Linked DNA regions of Mus musculus: all the other regions are linked to region 4. A link is a contact called in public HiChIP or PLAC-seq and promoter capture Hi-C data. All regions are on one chromosome and are shown on one strand. The core of a region is the stretch at or near the end of the contact, and the rest is flanking DNA. Distances in the headings are between cores, read along the strand shown.

Region 1 (3,028 bases), core at 25-2,524, 340 kb before region 4:
TGCCTACATGTATGTGCGTTTGGTACCCATCAAGACCAGAAGAGGGCAGCAGATCCCCTGGAAGTGGAGTAACAGGTAATTGTGAACTTGTGTGAGTGCTGGGAATTGAACTTGGGTCTTCTGCAAGAGCAGAAGTACTCTTAACCAACGAGCCCTCAATGTCACATTTTTAAAAAACGGGTTCTATCTGTAGTGCCTGCCCCCCCCCCAAGAGGCTCTGCTAACACTGTGGTACAAGGCTCTTCATCATTTGTGTTCTTAGTGCAGACTCTCCAGTGTGGCTAGGGTCCTAGTTAAACAGACACAAATAGGTAGATCCAAGGACATGGGAATTGTCTTCCAAGCATTGGCCCTGTTCTGACTTCTAGGGCCAGTAGAGGGTTAACCCCTCCTGATCTGCTAAACTAGCTAACCCTTCTCAGGATAGGTAGAAGTCCACAGCAAGCTGCAGCATTCTGAGCGGGCTATGACAGAAGTCAGGAGCAGAGTGGGGGGCAGAGCTGGTCAGGGGTCAGATGATGTTTAAATCAGAGGACAGCCAGGGTCTCTATATAGAAAGGGGAGGTGCCGGTGGGTAGAAGGGCAGAGGTAGGACTGAGGGCAGTTGAGGGGTGGATAGAGGTTTTCGGGGGGTGGGGGAGTCTGCTGGATGTGACAAGTGAGAAATGCTCCCTCTTCGTGGTTCCATTGCTTCAAGGGAGCCCATAGTGGAACGGAGAGCGTCACATTTGGGGAGAAAAGAGAAACTCGCCATTATGAAAAGTGGGTTTGCACGGAATTCTGGTCCAGGAAGAGACAGGCAGTCAGGATTTAAAGAGTATCCCATCAGTCTCTGCTGCGGTGCATCTTTAGTGATGCGTTCCTTGGCTACCTGAGGAGGGAACTGGTCCCATTTCTGAGACCATATGGTTTCTTACCACTGAAGTGCCTGCCCCCAGATGCCCTTGACCCTTGATGCCCCATTCAGACTCTCTACATCGGGCCGAGTTCAGGACACTTGTCATGGGAGCAGGATCGGGATGCGGTGCTGGAAGAACTGGCTTCAAGAGTTGGGCAAAAGTGGTTCCCGAAGAGGCCAGGCACAGTCTGCTGGGAGAACCACAGCTGCCTGGGAAACCTTGGAGAGGCCTCCGCAGGAATGGGTGGTGCCTTTGAGGGGCGCGTCTCTTTGAGGCGGAGCTTTGGGGGAAGCAGGAGTGGTCTGGGAGGACGAGGCGTGCCTGGGGCGGGGTTCTGCCGCCCTGGATCGAGCTACAGTCCAGCACCGGCCTGCAGAGGCGGCTCCGGAGGGGCGGGGCGGCTCCTCCCTCGGGTCCGCTGCGAGCCCGCGCCTCCCAATTCCCGGAGCCGAGGAGGGCTCGCGGCGGCCGCTCCGCTGGGCTCCAGGTTGGGCTGCTGGGCGCTGGGCCAGGGCGGGCGGGAGCGGGGCGAGGGCTTGCGCGGAGGGCGGCGGCCTGGGCTCGCCGAGCCATGGCGGCCCCGGAGCCGGCGCCGAGGAGAGGCCGGGAGCGCGAGCGGGAGGACGAGAGCGAGGACGAGAGCGACATCCTGGAGGAGAGCCCGTGTGGCCGCTGGCAGAAGCGGCGGGAGCAGGTGGGCACGGGTGCGGGTGACGCCGCCGTCCCGTAGCCTAAGGATAGAAGCCATGGGATCCGTGGGGCCGAGCCAGTATGAGGGTCTCCCCGGACGCCCTGGCCTCTGGAGGCCCTCGGATCCCTTTGGCCCCAAGCCCTGGTGAGAAACCCCCATTCCTTGAACACCGGTGTCATACTGGGACCACCTCCACGTGCCTCTTGGATCCCTACTACCGCTCTGGGGATCTCCCCAACCTCTAAAACCTGCGTACCTTCTGGCCCAGCCCCTGGACACCACCCTTCTCCCCCTGGGTTCTTGATTCCCAGCCTTACCTCCTCAGCCCTCCCACTGAGCTGGGCAAGGCTAGCAGCACATTCACGGCTGGGGGAAGGTTGTGGCGGAGACCACGTCCACACCCTGGGTCTATTCGTATCAGGACACACATTCTTCCCACCTAGGTGAACCAAGGGAACATGCCCGGGATCCAGAGCACCTTTCTGGCCATGGACACGGAGGAGGGTGTAGAAGTGGTGTGGAACGAACTTCACTTCGGGGATAGGAAGGCCTTTGCGGCCCATGAGGTGAGGCCTGTCTATACCCGCTTTGCCCCATACCGTTGATTGGCCCCACAACCATCCTCTTTCCCCAGGAGAAGATCCAGACCATGTTTGAGCAGCTGGCGCTGGTGGACCATCCCAACATCGTCAAGCTGCACAAGTATTGGCTGGACGCCTCTGAGGCCCGCGCGAGGGTGAGCTAGGGGCGGGTGAAGGGCGGAGTGAAGCCACAGGCTGGGTGGGGCAGCATGGAGACCCACCCGCAACGGCGGAGCCCGCCTGCCCGCAGGTCATCTTCATCACAGAATACGTGTCGTCTGGCAGCCTCAAGCAGTTCCTCAAAAAGACCAAGAAGAACCACAAGGCCATGAACGCCCGGGTATGGGGAGTGGGCTGGGGACTGGAGGGAGTCCAGCAGAACTTAGGGACAGTAGTGGGGCGGGGGACTCCGAAAAACCTCGGTTCAGGAGTGGGGTAGCGGGCGGGCTCCGCAGGCTCAGCAGCCTTTTGGTGCCCACCCGACGGAGTCGTGCGTCCGCTGCCAGGCCTGGAAGCGCTGGTGTACGCAGATCCTGTCTGCACTCAGGTGAGAGCCTGGCCTTGCCCACGCGCTTGCCCCCTGCTCTGCACCTTTCCGCTGCTCTCTGACCCGGTTCTTCCTGCCTCTCATCCTCTATGCTTGCAGTTTTTTGCACGCCTGCAGTCCCCCCATCATCCACGGGAACCTGACGAGCGACACCATCTTCATTCAGCACAATGGCCTCATCAAGATCGGCTCCGGTGCTGGCGAGGCGGGGCAGGGGGCAGGGGGCAGGGGTGGGGAACCTGCGGGAGCCCTGGACAGAGACTGCCCAGTCTCCCCGCCCAACTGACATCCTGTCTTTCTCTCTGCGTTG
Region 2 (3,140 bases), core at 109-2,608, 480 kb after region 4:
TGAGAAAAAAGCCAATATATGAGGGCTAGTTCATGCCCTTCCTAGAACAGAACCCTTCTCTCCAATGTCTTTACTTCCACACAGCTGCTGGGTGCTAGGACAGAGCAAGGATATTACTGCCCAGTCACCTCTGCCAAAAGCAAAAGTGAACCATGACCCTCCATTGTTCAAGTATGCTCGGCCCTGCTGCCTCAGCTAGCCAAACCCACAGCAGAGACCTGCACCCCAAGGGGAATTAGAGGGGCAATCACCATATTGGGAAAACAAAGATACAAAATGTCTGCTCAAGAAATGAGTGGGTGTGTAATAGGTAGTGGGGCCATCAGATAGGGAAGGCTTTTCTGACCTGTCCCACCCTACACCTGCAGAGCTGGCCCCTGTATATTGAAGCATGACAAAGCACTGAATGTCCCAGAGTCCAGCTCAAAGGTCAGACTCACCATGAGGTTTCCTGCAATACACATGTAACTAGAAGTATAGGGGTATCTGAAAGCTCAGACTTCTTAGAATAGAGATGTTCTAGCATTTGGGCCTCGTGTGGCATGTGCTGGGCATAAGGAAAAGTAAAATGCCAAGATTTGAGGATTCCAAACCCTTGGCTTGGCCTTCAGGCCAGAAAAAGAAGCCTCTACCAGTTTGTGTGCACCCAGGCCAGAGGCCTGCTTGGTAGACCAGGGCAGCAGGGTTAGAGTCTAAAGGACAGGCTGCTCTGGTGGTCAGGGTTTGTGGCACAGGTAGTAACATTGAAACGTCTTTCTGGTATGTAGTGATGGTTGCAAGGCAGGCGCTGGCAGGGTTACAGACCCAGTAAAGCACACAACACATGAGGCTTCACCCATCACAAGCCGATTCCCAATCCCCTGACACCAGCACACCTTGGGCACTGAGCACACAATGGAGGTGCAGGTGTAACCACAACCCTGAGGCAGTTTGCCATCTCCATTTTACCCTCCTGGCCATCTCTCATTTTCCACCTCACCTCTTTCTGCACACAATAGGACCACAAGAAGGATGAGTACACAGGACTTTGTAGTGTGACAACTGTCCATCCTTGGAGAAGGGCTGCACAGATCAAACCTTGGAAGTTGAAGCCAGTTATTAGATCATCATTCACATCCCTGGGCTCTCACAGGGCTCAAGCATCCACTCTTCCCACCCTCCAACACTCCCCCCCCCCCCAGCTTTCCCCAAGGAATACATGTCTGCCTATTTCTCTCATCCACCACCCACCCAGCTTTTCCTTCCTAATCTCACACTCCCAACCCCAGCCCTATCCTGAGGGCTCTTCCCTTTGTCACCTAGCAGCTCCCTCCTGACACCAGTCCTTACTTCCTCTCTGACCAGGTTGCAGGCACAGTGGTAAGATCTGTCAGATGTGCACTGAAGTAAGTACTTTAATTTCCTTTAGCTCCTCCCAGCTGACATCCTGAAGAGGGAGGGGTTTCTATACTTACTTCCTCCAGGCCAACATGTTTATTGGTTAAGATTTAGCAAGGTTTGTTGGTGATCTGGTCAGCAAGATTTATAGCTGTTGAGGAGGGAGGACCACTCAGTTGGGGAGAGACAATGGTGCTGTAGGAATAAGAGAGCAGAGATGGAGGGGCCACAGTTGGCTTGTGCTTGCCCTCAGAAAGCAAAGGAAAGAGGCAACTTGCTCAGCCTTTTCCTAGTTTTTTTGTTTGTTTGTTTCCCTTCATCTTTTGTTTTTGTTTTTGTTTTTCGAGGCATATTTGCTCTGTGTAACTTTGGCTGTCCGGGGGACTTGCTCTGTATACCAGGCTGGCTACAACCAATACTTTCAAAGGCAAGTGCTGTAGCTTGTGTTTTTTGCCACCACCACCAGACTTTTTCTTGTTTCAAATTAGAGGGTATGAGTTGCAGTGGCTCAGAGCCCAGGGCCCTCCTTTTTATAAGCAGGCAAACAACTGACAAATACCTGGCGACTGGCTCTACAGGGTCTTATATTCAAAAAGTGCAAGTCCTGAGCAAAGAATTTACTGACAACTGGGATGGAAGTTACTAAGCAGTGTCTGATATGTTTGGGTGATATAAGGGGCTGCAGGTGCTATTAGCATCTGGTAGCTAGAGTCAAGGCAGTTCTTTTCATGGCACAAGGCTTTTTTTTGCAGAGGGTGGATGACCCCAGTGTCCCTGCTGCCCAGAAGCCACCATGAAGAAGCCACATGCTATTTCTTCCTCCTCCAGTTTGTATGTGCCCTGTCTCCTCACCTATGAGGTCCTAGTCCAATGTGTCCCAAAAAGGACATAAGTTTCCTTGGCCTTTATGTCACTACCATGTGGCATGGTATTGTAATAACTCAAACCTTACTAATTAGCCAAATATTGATGGCATCTGTGGCCCAGCCTTGGGATGAGCAGCAGGGCCTCCACAGCAAGCCAGAGTCTGAGTTTCCTAACCTAGTGGAGCTGAGAGCACAGTAAGTAGCCCATGTAAGTGTCTACAAGGCACTGATACAGGTTAGAGTAGGAAGGCTAGGCACCGAATGAGACCTGAGCTGGAAATCATCCTGAGATGATGCCACAGTAAATGAACAGGTATGCTCAGAGGACAATGAGTCAGAAAATGGACCACAGCATCAGTGAAGGTGAGCACATCCACTTAAGCAGGCAAGGCTGCAAAGGGAAGGAAGCCAGAGGCTCAGAGAACATCAAGCAGATTCTCCTGATGTAAACCACAGGGCAGACCAAAGTATCTCAGTCTTTCTAGCATCTCTAGTTGGTTCTACATGTATATCCAACTCCAGTGTCAAAGTTCTAGGTTATGCAGGATGATTAATCGAAAGAAAGAGAGACTCTGTAGGCTGAAGTCAGAATTCTCAAGGAGCAGTGGGGAATCAACCTTTCCAGGACTAAAAACCAAACCCAAAGACTGATCAAAGCCTTTGTGCCAACCTCAGGAATTCATGACACAATGGTTCTGTTAATATTCTGTTACACTCCAGGGCCTCTATCCTACACTATTACAAAATATCTTCCCTGTTAACCTATAATCCACATTTGCCACCAACATTGTATAATCCAGCACAGTGGTAGGAGGAAGAGAGCAAGCAAGAAATGTTTTCTCTCTAATTCCTTCATTTGTGGACCTAGGCATTGGCTCATGTATGAACAAGTGTATG
Region 3 (3,214 bases), core at 507-3,006, 370 kb before region 4:
CCTACACTGAAGAGGCCTAGGGGTAGAAGGACTGGGCCAGCATGTGTGGTCCTCTTGCTAAGGTGATGAACAGTGCAAGGCACTAGATGAACAGAGTAAGGGAGAGGGCTCAAGATCTGAGACCCACGGAGGCAAAAAGACTTTGCCCTTCAACTTTTCCCGCTCTGAAAACCGATAGTACATCAGGCTACTCTGACGGCAGGAGTTCCTGTGGGAACAGCAAACCCTGGCAGTGTCATGGCTAGGAAGGAGAGGAGCTGCTGACTATGGGAGCACCTGCCACTTGGGCCTGCTGATGGACCTGCAGGGCTGCCGGGCTGCCATGTCTAGCCCCTCCTGCGAGAGGTGAGCCTGCTCACCAGCTGCTCCCACCCCACTCACACTGGCCCTCTACCCTGCTCATGGCTGTTCATCTCTTCTCCAGGATACACACCCTGGAAGGGGTGCTGCTGCTTGTGGGCCACCTTGTAGAGAAGTTGGTCTTGTGCCCCCATAGACTGAGCCAAGCGGAACCCTTGGGGATCAAGGTGGGACCAGTGGCCAGAGGCTCTGGCCTGTACTGTAACTGTGTAGCAATCCAGGGTTAGCCTATTGATACTGGACACATCTGTCCTTGAGCCACACCCTCTGTAAGACCATTTGGAGGTGCTGGAAGGCCTAAAGTGCTGGGCAGAACTTCTAAGAGGCTCTGGGGGATGAGGACGTTGGCTCAAGAGAGGTGGTGAAGTGGTGGGCAATTTTGGCATGGGGTCCTCCAAGTTCCCTAACATTTCCCCCTAATGCATAGGTGGTACAAGCCCACAGCTTGTTAGAGGAGATGCCTCCGGCCCTCACCCCAAAGTACTGGACTCGAGCCCCAAGGGAGATACTGGCTTTGATGAGTCTTGACCAGGAGCCGCCTGGGGATCTGGCGAGTAGAGCTAAGGCTTGCCTCCTGGGGAAGATTCCAAAAGAACTGAGCTGGAGGCCATGGTGGTCAGAGGTCATGGAGAACTGGAGTCTTAGGAAGCCAGAGCATAGCAAGAGGAGCGAGGACAAAAGGGACCAGTGGGAACGGCTGGAACAGGGCCACCAGGTACAGGTAAGGGCAGATAGATCCATAGATCTGGGCACATGAAAAGGACTTGGTCTTACCTCCCAGCAAGGAGCCAACATACACCAGGGTCTTGTAAAGACACTATCTGTATTGACTTGGTCATAAAATAAAGTGGTCTGGGGTGTGCTTTGTACCCGAAGCCACAGGCAGCATTGAAACATTTCCCAGTAGGATCCTGCAGATAGCTTCCTGTCAACTGAGGAGCAGGACAGCGTGGGACAAGGCTGGCCTAGCTATAACTGGGGGAGACGTGGGCCTCTCCACAAGGTCTCCATCACATTCAAGCCAGGGCTCTCCAGTGGCCAGAAACAGCCCAATAGCGTGGTCAGAGCAAGAAACCCAGAAGGGTCAAGTGCATCAGGGGCCAGAGGCAGGCCCAAGGTCCAGGGAGCCTTGGTAAGCAGGTGTGAGTGTGGGCCTGTAACGGTGGGGAGGACAGAGCCCCAGGAACTGCCCCAACCCCTGTATTGAAGGCTTGGTGTCATAACCCCACTCCCCCCACCTCTGGCTCCATAGGCAGCTCGAGGAGCCATGATGGTTCGTGTTGGAGGTGGTTGGGCAGCTTTGGATGAATTTCTGGTCAAAAATGACCCAGTCAGAGGTGAGAGCTGGGGTAGGACAGGACATGTAAGTCATCAGGGTGTGGTGGTGGTGGTGGTGGATGGGCAGGAGAGGTGTGCCATCTGCTTTGGCCTAGCGACATGGGATCTCTGAGCAGCAAAGGGGAGAACCAGCCAGAAGATCCACGAAAGGTTCCTGTGCTGGACTCCTAGTGTGCCAGCCCCTGAGGTCATCACCCTGAGGCTCTGGACCTCCAACCAAATGGGCACTAACAGACCCCTGTCTCTGAAGGTGAGAGCTGGGATGGGCTTCAGAGCTAGGTCCTCCTGATGCTAGGTCCTCCTGATGCTAGGTTCTCCTGATGCTGGGTCCTTCAGATGGACTGAGGAACTTATTTGAGCCCCAGGGGGGTGGGAAATGTCAGGGAGCTGAATGGTGAGATGAAGCCTGGCCACCCCTTGCAGACAGGGCTGCCAATTGTCAAAGACCGCAGAGACTCCAGCTCCTACAAGGTCAAAACCTCAGAGCAGTCCACTGAGGAGCTGTGAAGACTCCAAGATCCAGAAGATAGGGACAGGAAACCGTGGCAGAGCATGCTCAGGGACTGAGCAGGAGCTTGGAGCACACAGAGTGGGGTTGGGTCTCTCACCAGGCTGGCCTCGAACTCAGAAATCTGCCTGCCTCTGCCTCCCAGGTGCTGGGATTAAAGGCGTGCACCGCCACTGTCCCGGCATGTCTCTCACTCTCAGCAATAAAGAGGAGTTTGGGGAACTGAAACTCTCTTTGGTGGGTCTTCATTTCCCTTGCAAACTTCATTCAAAAGCCACAGAGCCCATGTTGCTCTCCACTCCCAACCCAGAGCAGGCCCGCATTCTTTTTCAATGACTTGTAGTAGGGAGGGAGGGAGGGAGGGAGGAAAGGAGGGACTTTGCAACTCAACAGCCTCTCCCAGCTTGAGTTGCTCAGAGGTAGCCCTGCCCCATGCTTTAGTTTGTGTTCACCTGCCCACTCCACCTGTCCTGTGGGGTGCCCAACCTGGCTTTCAGCCCCGCCTACCGCCCTCAATGGGGAAGGGACTTGGGTCAACATAGGGAGGGGCCATGCCGATTTAAATGCTTGTGGCGCGGGGCTCCCGGCGTGGAGGGAGCGGAGAGACAGAGGACCGCGCCAGCCTTGTCACGACAGGTGAGGAAATGAGGGCAGTTTGGAGAACCGAAACTGAAAAGCTGTGGGAACCAGAGGCCAGCGGCCCCAGGCGGACTTAGTGAGGGGCTGCGGGACCGTTCTGGGCCCCATTTACCTGGGTCATCTGAGCTCAGATGGGAGGTGGGAGGCCCCTGAGTCTTGGGATCGTTCGGGAAACTGAGGACCCTGCCAGGCTGCTGTGCGGTCTCGCGAGGGTGTGGGTTGGTTTCTAGCAGATGTGTGGTGTGCTGTTTGGCCCTGCAGGTGCTGTAATCCTTGTCCATCTAGGGTGAGCAGCCATAGGGATATAGCCCTTGGGTGGTATCAAGATCCTTGGGAAGAAGAGGACGGGGTGGGGGGAGGGTCGGGGGG
Region 4 (2,951 bases), core at 271-2,770:
CATGCTTTTTTTGTTTGTTTGTTTGTTTCTGAAGACCAAGCCTGCACAGATGAATATGAAGGTGAGGAGTGTCTGGACACTGAGGGAAGGAGCTGGGAGCTATTTGCTCCTAGCTGCCAGGCATCCCCTGTGAAATAGCAGGCACCTGTAGAGGGAGTAGGCAAAGCCCTTGGCACCATGACATCCTGGATAGGTATCCTGTGAATACCCTTTCAAACTTTTTCCACCTTGTGCACAAATGGTTTATATTTAAGAATCGATTGATTGATTGATTGATTGATTGACTGATTGATTGATTTTTAGTTTTTCGAGGCAAGATTTCTCTGTGCAGACTTGGCTGTCCTGGGACTTGCTCTGTAGACCAGGCTGGCCTTGAACTCCCAGAAATCTTCCTGTCTTGGGAGAGCTGGGGCTAAAGGCCTGCACCACCATTGCCCGTCTATTATTTTTAATAGTCAACGGCATATAAGATTATAGATAACAGAGAGGAGAAAACCGCACTCTGGGTCACATCCAGCTGTTGTTCGTGAATGCACGCCCTTTCTATCTTCGGTTGGGATCTGGAATTCTGGAGGAGGGAGGGGAGGGGAGGGTGTCACAGAACTCACATCTTGTCACCCACCCTCCCTGTTGTCCTTGTGGCTTTCTTTTGCTCGGAAGCGGCCTCCTACTAGGTGTGTAGAGACATTCAGCAAGTGTGACGGTGGCAATCTGCTTGCCACTTGTCACTCCAACTTGCCCCCACCCAGCAAGGCTCCTCCAAACCGCCCTGGTGGGCAGCTGGGTCTGAGATTCCTTGTGGGCATTTCTGCAGGCGTCCAGACCCATCAGCCCCATGAATTCAATTCAGAGAAATGGGTTCTCTACGCAGGGAGTACCCGAGACCTGCTCCTCTAGCCCCGTGGTGGCCACAGGCGTCTGTCCCACTCCACCTACCACAACGCTCAGAGGCCTGCGGTTCCACCGTGCATCCCGCCGCCCGAGGTGCCAGCAACTTTGTTGACTGAATTCCTGAACCCATCCCAACCACAGGATAAAAATAGCTGGCGCTCCCGGGCAGCTCGGGAGTCACCGGTGTCAGGATAGTTAGAGGTCCCCATTCTGGAGACTCCAGGCCACTTGGGCCTGGTGCGGGACACAGCCAGCTAGACCACCTAATGGATCTGAGACACCGAAGGAGTACCCTGGACGAGGGCCTCCTCAGCTTCCCTGCACTCTCTGGCTTTACGATCCTGGAACCTCAGAATCTGCCACTTGGTCTCGCGCCCTCTGCTGTGCAGTCCCATGCGGCGGCCACCAGGGGGCCCTGCCCACTCCTCTTGCCGACGGCCCTTCCCCACCCCTTCCCACAGCTGTTTCCCGCAGGAGATTGACAGCTGGGCTCCGGGTTGCCATGGGGATAGGCAAATGAGGGCGGCAGGTCTGGGGCTCCGATTGGCCCGGGGGCGTCGGCCCCCACCTGGGGAGGCGGGCCCAGAAGCGCGTCTCTATAAAGGCTTGTGCGGCTCTGCGCCGGGCCGAGGGAGGCGGGGCCGGCCGGCAGCGCGGGTGGGGCGCGGGGCGGGGCCGGGCGGGAGAGCCCGGAGCGCGGCTGAGCCCGGGGCGCGGCCTCTGCACCCTCCAGGCCAGGACCGCGGAGGAACAGAAGGAGGAGGAGGGCAGGATTGGGGGCCCTGCGCCCGCTCGTAGCGGGCCGGGGGGCCACCCGAGAGGCCTGGCCGGCGGCGTCCCCTGAGCACAGCCCAGAGTTGACAGCAGGAAACTTTTGCTGCTGCGCCCTTCGGCGGCGCGACCAGAGCCTGAGCCCACCGCGGCCCGGGGGGGAGCTAGGGGGAGAGAGGCCCGCGGCTCCCCCCACGCTCCCCCGCCGCCCGTCGGGGCGCGGCCGGGCGCGGCGGCGGGGCTGGGGCCCCGGGCGATGGCCGCGGAGCTGGCGATGGGCGCAGAGCTGCCCAGCAGCCCACTGGCCATCGAGTACGTCAACGACTTCGACCTGATGAAGTTCGAGGTGAAGAAGGAGCCGCCCGAGGCCGAGCGCTTCTGCCACCGCCTGCCGCCCGGCTCGCTGTCCTCGACGCCCCTCAGCACGCCCTGCTCCTCGGTGCCCTCTTCGCCCAGCTTCTGCGCACCCAGCCCGGGCACAGGCGGCGGCGCGGGCGGCGGGGGCAGCGCGGCTCAGGCCGGGGGCGCCCCGGGGCCGCCGAGTGGAGGCCCCGGCACTGTCGGGGGCGCCTCAGGAAAAGCGGTGCTGGAGGATCTGTACTGGATGAGCGGGTACCAGCACCACCTGAACCCCGAGGCGCTCAACCTGACGCCGGAGGACGCGGTGGAGGCGCTCATCGGCAGCGGCCACCACGGCGCGCACCACGGCGCGCATCACCCGGCGGCTGCTGCGGCCTATGAGGCCTTCCGGGGTCAGAGCTTCGCGGGCGGCGGCGGCGCGGACGACATGGGTGCCGGCCACCACCACGGCGCACACCACACTGCCCACCATCATCACTCTGCCCACCATCACCATCACCACCATCACCACCACGGAGGCTCTGGCCACCACGGCGGAGGCGCGGGTCACGGCGGAGGCGGCGCAGGCCACCACGTGCGCTTGGAGGAGCGCTTCTCCGACGACCAGCTGGTATCCATGTCCGTGCGGGAGCTGAACCGGCAGCTCCGCGGCTTCAGCAAGGAGGAGGTCATCCGACTGAAACAGAAGCGGCGCACGCTCAAGAACCGCGGCTACGCGCAGTCGTGCCGCTTCAAGCGGGTGCAGCAGCGGCACATTCTGGAGAGCGAGAAGTGCCAGCTCCAGAGCCAGGTGGAGCAGCTGAAGCTGGAGGTGGGGCGTCTGGCCAAGGAGCGGGACCTGTACAAGGAGAAATACGAGAAGTTGGCGGGCCGGGGCGGCCCCGGGGGCGCGGGCGGGGCCGGCTTCCCTCGGGAGCCCTCGCCAGCGC

What was found. Promoter capture Hi-C pulls out the DNA fragments that hold promoters and counts their contacts. HiChIP or PLAC-seq counts read pairs in DNA pulled down with a chosen protein or histone mark.
Region 1: a contact with region 4 is called in an H3K27ac HiChIP or PLAC-seq map of embryonic stem cells, with 2.1 times the contacts expected there. The contact joins the promoter of Nrbp2 here to the promoter of Mafa in region 4. A contact is called at or near these places in 1 of 39 promoter capture datasets (second pharyngeal arch cranial neural crest), 2 of 484 Hi-C or Micro-C datasets (both in embryonic stem cells) and 3 of 115 datasets of contacts at active chromatin or transcription factors (embryonic stem cells and pancreatic cancer cells).
Region 2: a promoter capture Hi-C map of the 3T3-L1 cell line shows a contact between it and region 4, with 2.9 times the contacts expected there. The contact joins the promoter of Ly6f here to the promoter of Mafa in region 4.
Region 3: a contact with region 4 is called in an HNF4G HiChIP or PLAC-seq map of pancreatic cancer cells. The contact joins the promoter of Eppk1 here to the promoter of Mafa in region 4. A contact is called at or near these places in 1 of 484 Hi-C or Micro-C datasets (the G1E-ER4 cell line) and 1 of 115 datasets of contacts at active chromatin or transcription factors (pancreatic cancer cells).

Annotation. Positions count from the first base shown.
Region 1 is chr15:76,089,936-76,092,963 of GRCm38.p6, reverse strand. It overlaps Nrbp2 (nuclear receptor binding protein 2), which reads left to right and starts at 1,274. Exons shown (of 18, transcript NM_001358359.1): 1 at 1,274-1,593; 2 at 2,034-2,156; 3 at 2,225-2,326; 4 at 2,422-2,511; 5 at 2,678-2,718; 6 at 2,818-2,912. The coding sequence starts at 1,471. It overlaps Gm41349 (a long non-coding RNA gene), which reads right to left and starts at 2,259. Exons shown (of 4, transcript XR_003951571.1): 1 at 1,908-2,259; 2 at 918-1,630.
Region 2 is chr15:75,266,639-75,269,778 of GRCm38.p6, reverse strand. It overlaps Ly6f (lymphocyte antigen 6 complex, locus F), which reads right to left and starts at 1,358. Exons shown (of 4, transcript NM_008530.2): 1 at 1,299-1,358; 2 at 980-1,077. The coding sequence starts at 1,049.
Region 3 is chr15:76,118,737-76,121,950 of GRCm38.p6, reverse strand. Eppk1 (epiplakin 1) reads left to right here and starts at 1,756. Exons shown (of 3, transcript NM_144848.2): 1 at 1,756-2,842. It overlaps BC024139 (cDNA sequence BC024139), which reads left to right. Exons shown (of 16, transcript NM_001142968.1): 10 at 203-345; 11 at 425-527; 12 at 788-1,081; 13 at 1,268-1,492; 14 at 1,613-1,697; 15 at 1,815-1,948; 16 at 2,122-2,434. The coding sequence ends at 2,205. Gm52196 (a long non-coding RNA gene) reads right to left here. Exons shown (of 3, transcript XR_003951574.1): 3 at 2,803-3,174.
Region 4 is chr15:75,746,890-75,749,840 of GRCm38.p6, reverse strand. It overlaps Mafa (v-maf musculoaponeurotic fibrosarcoma oncogene family, protein A (avian)), which reads left to right and starts at 1,520. Exons shown (of 1, transcript NM_194350.2): 1 at 1,520-2,951. The coding sequence starts at 1,919.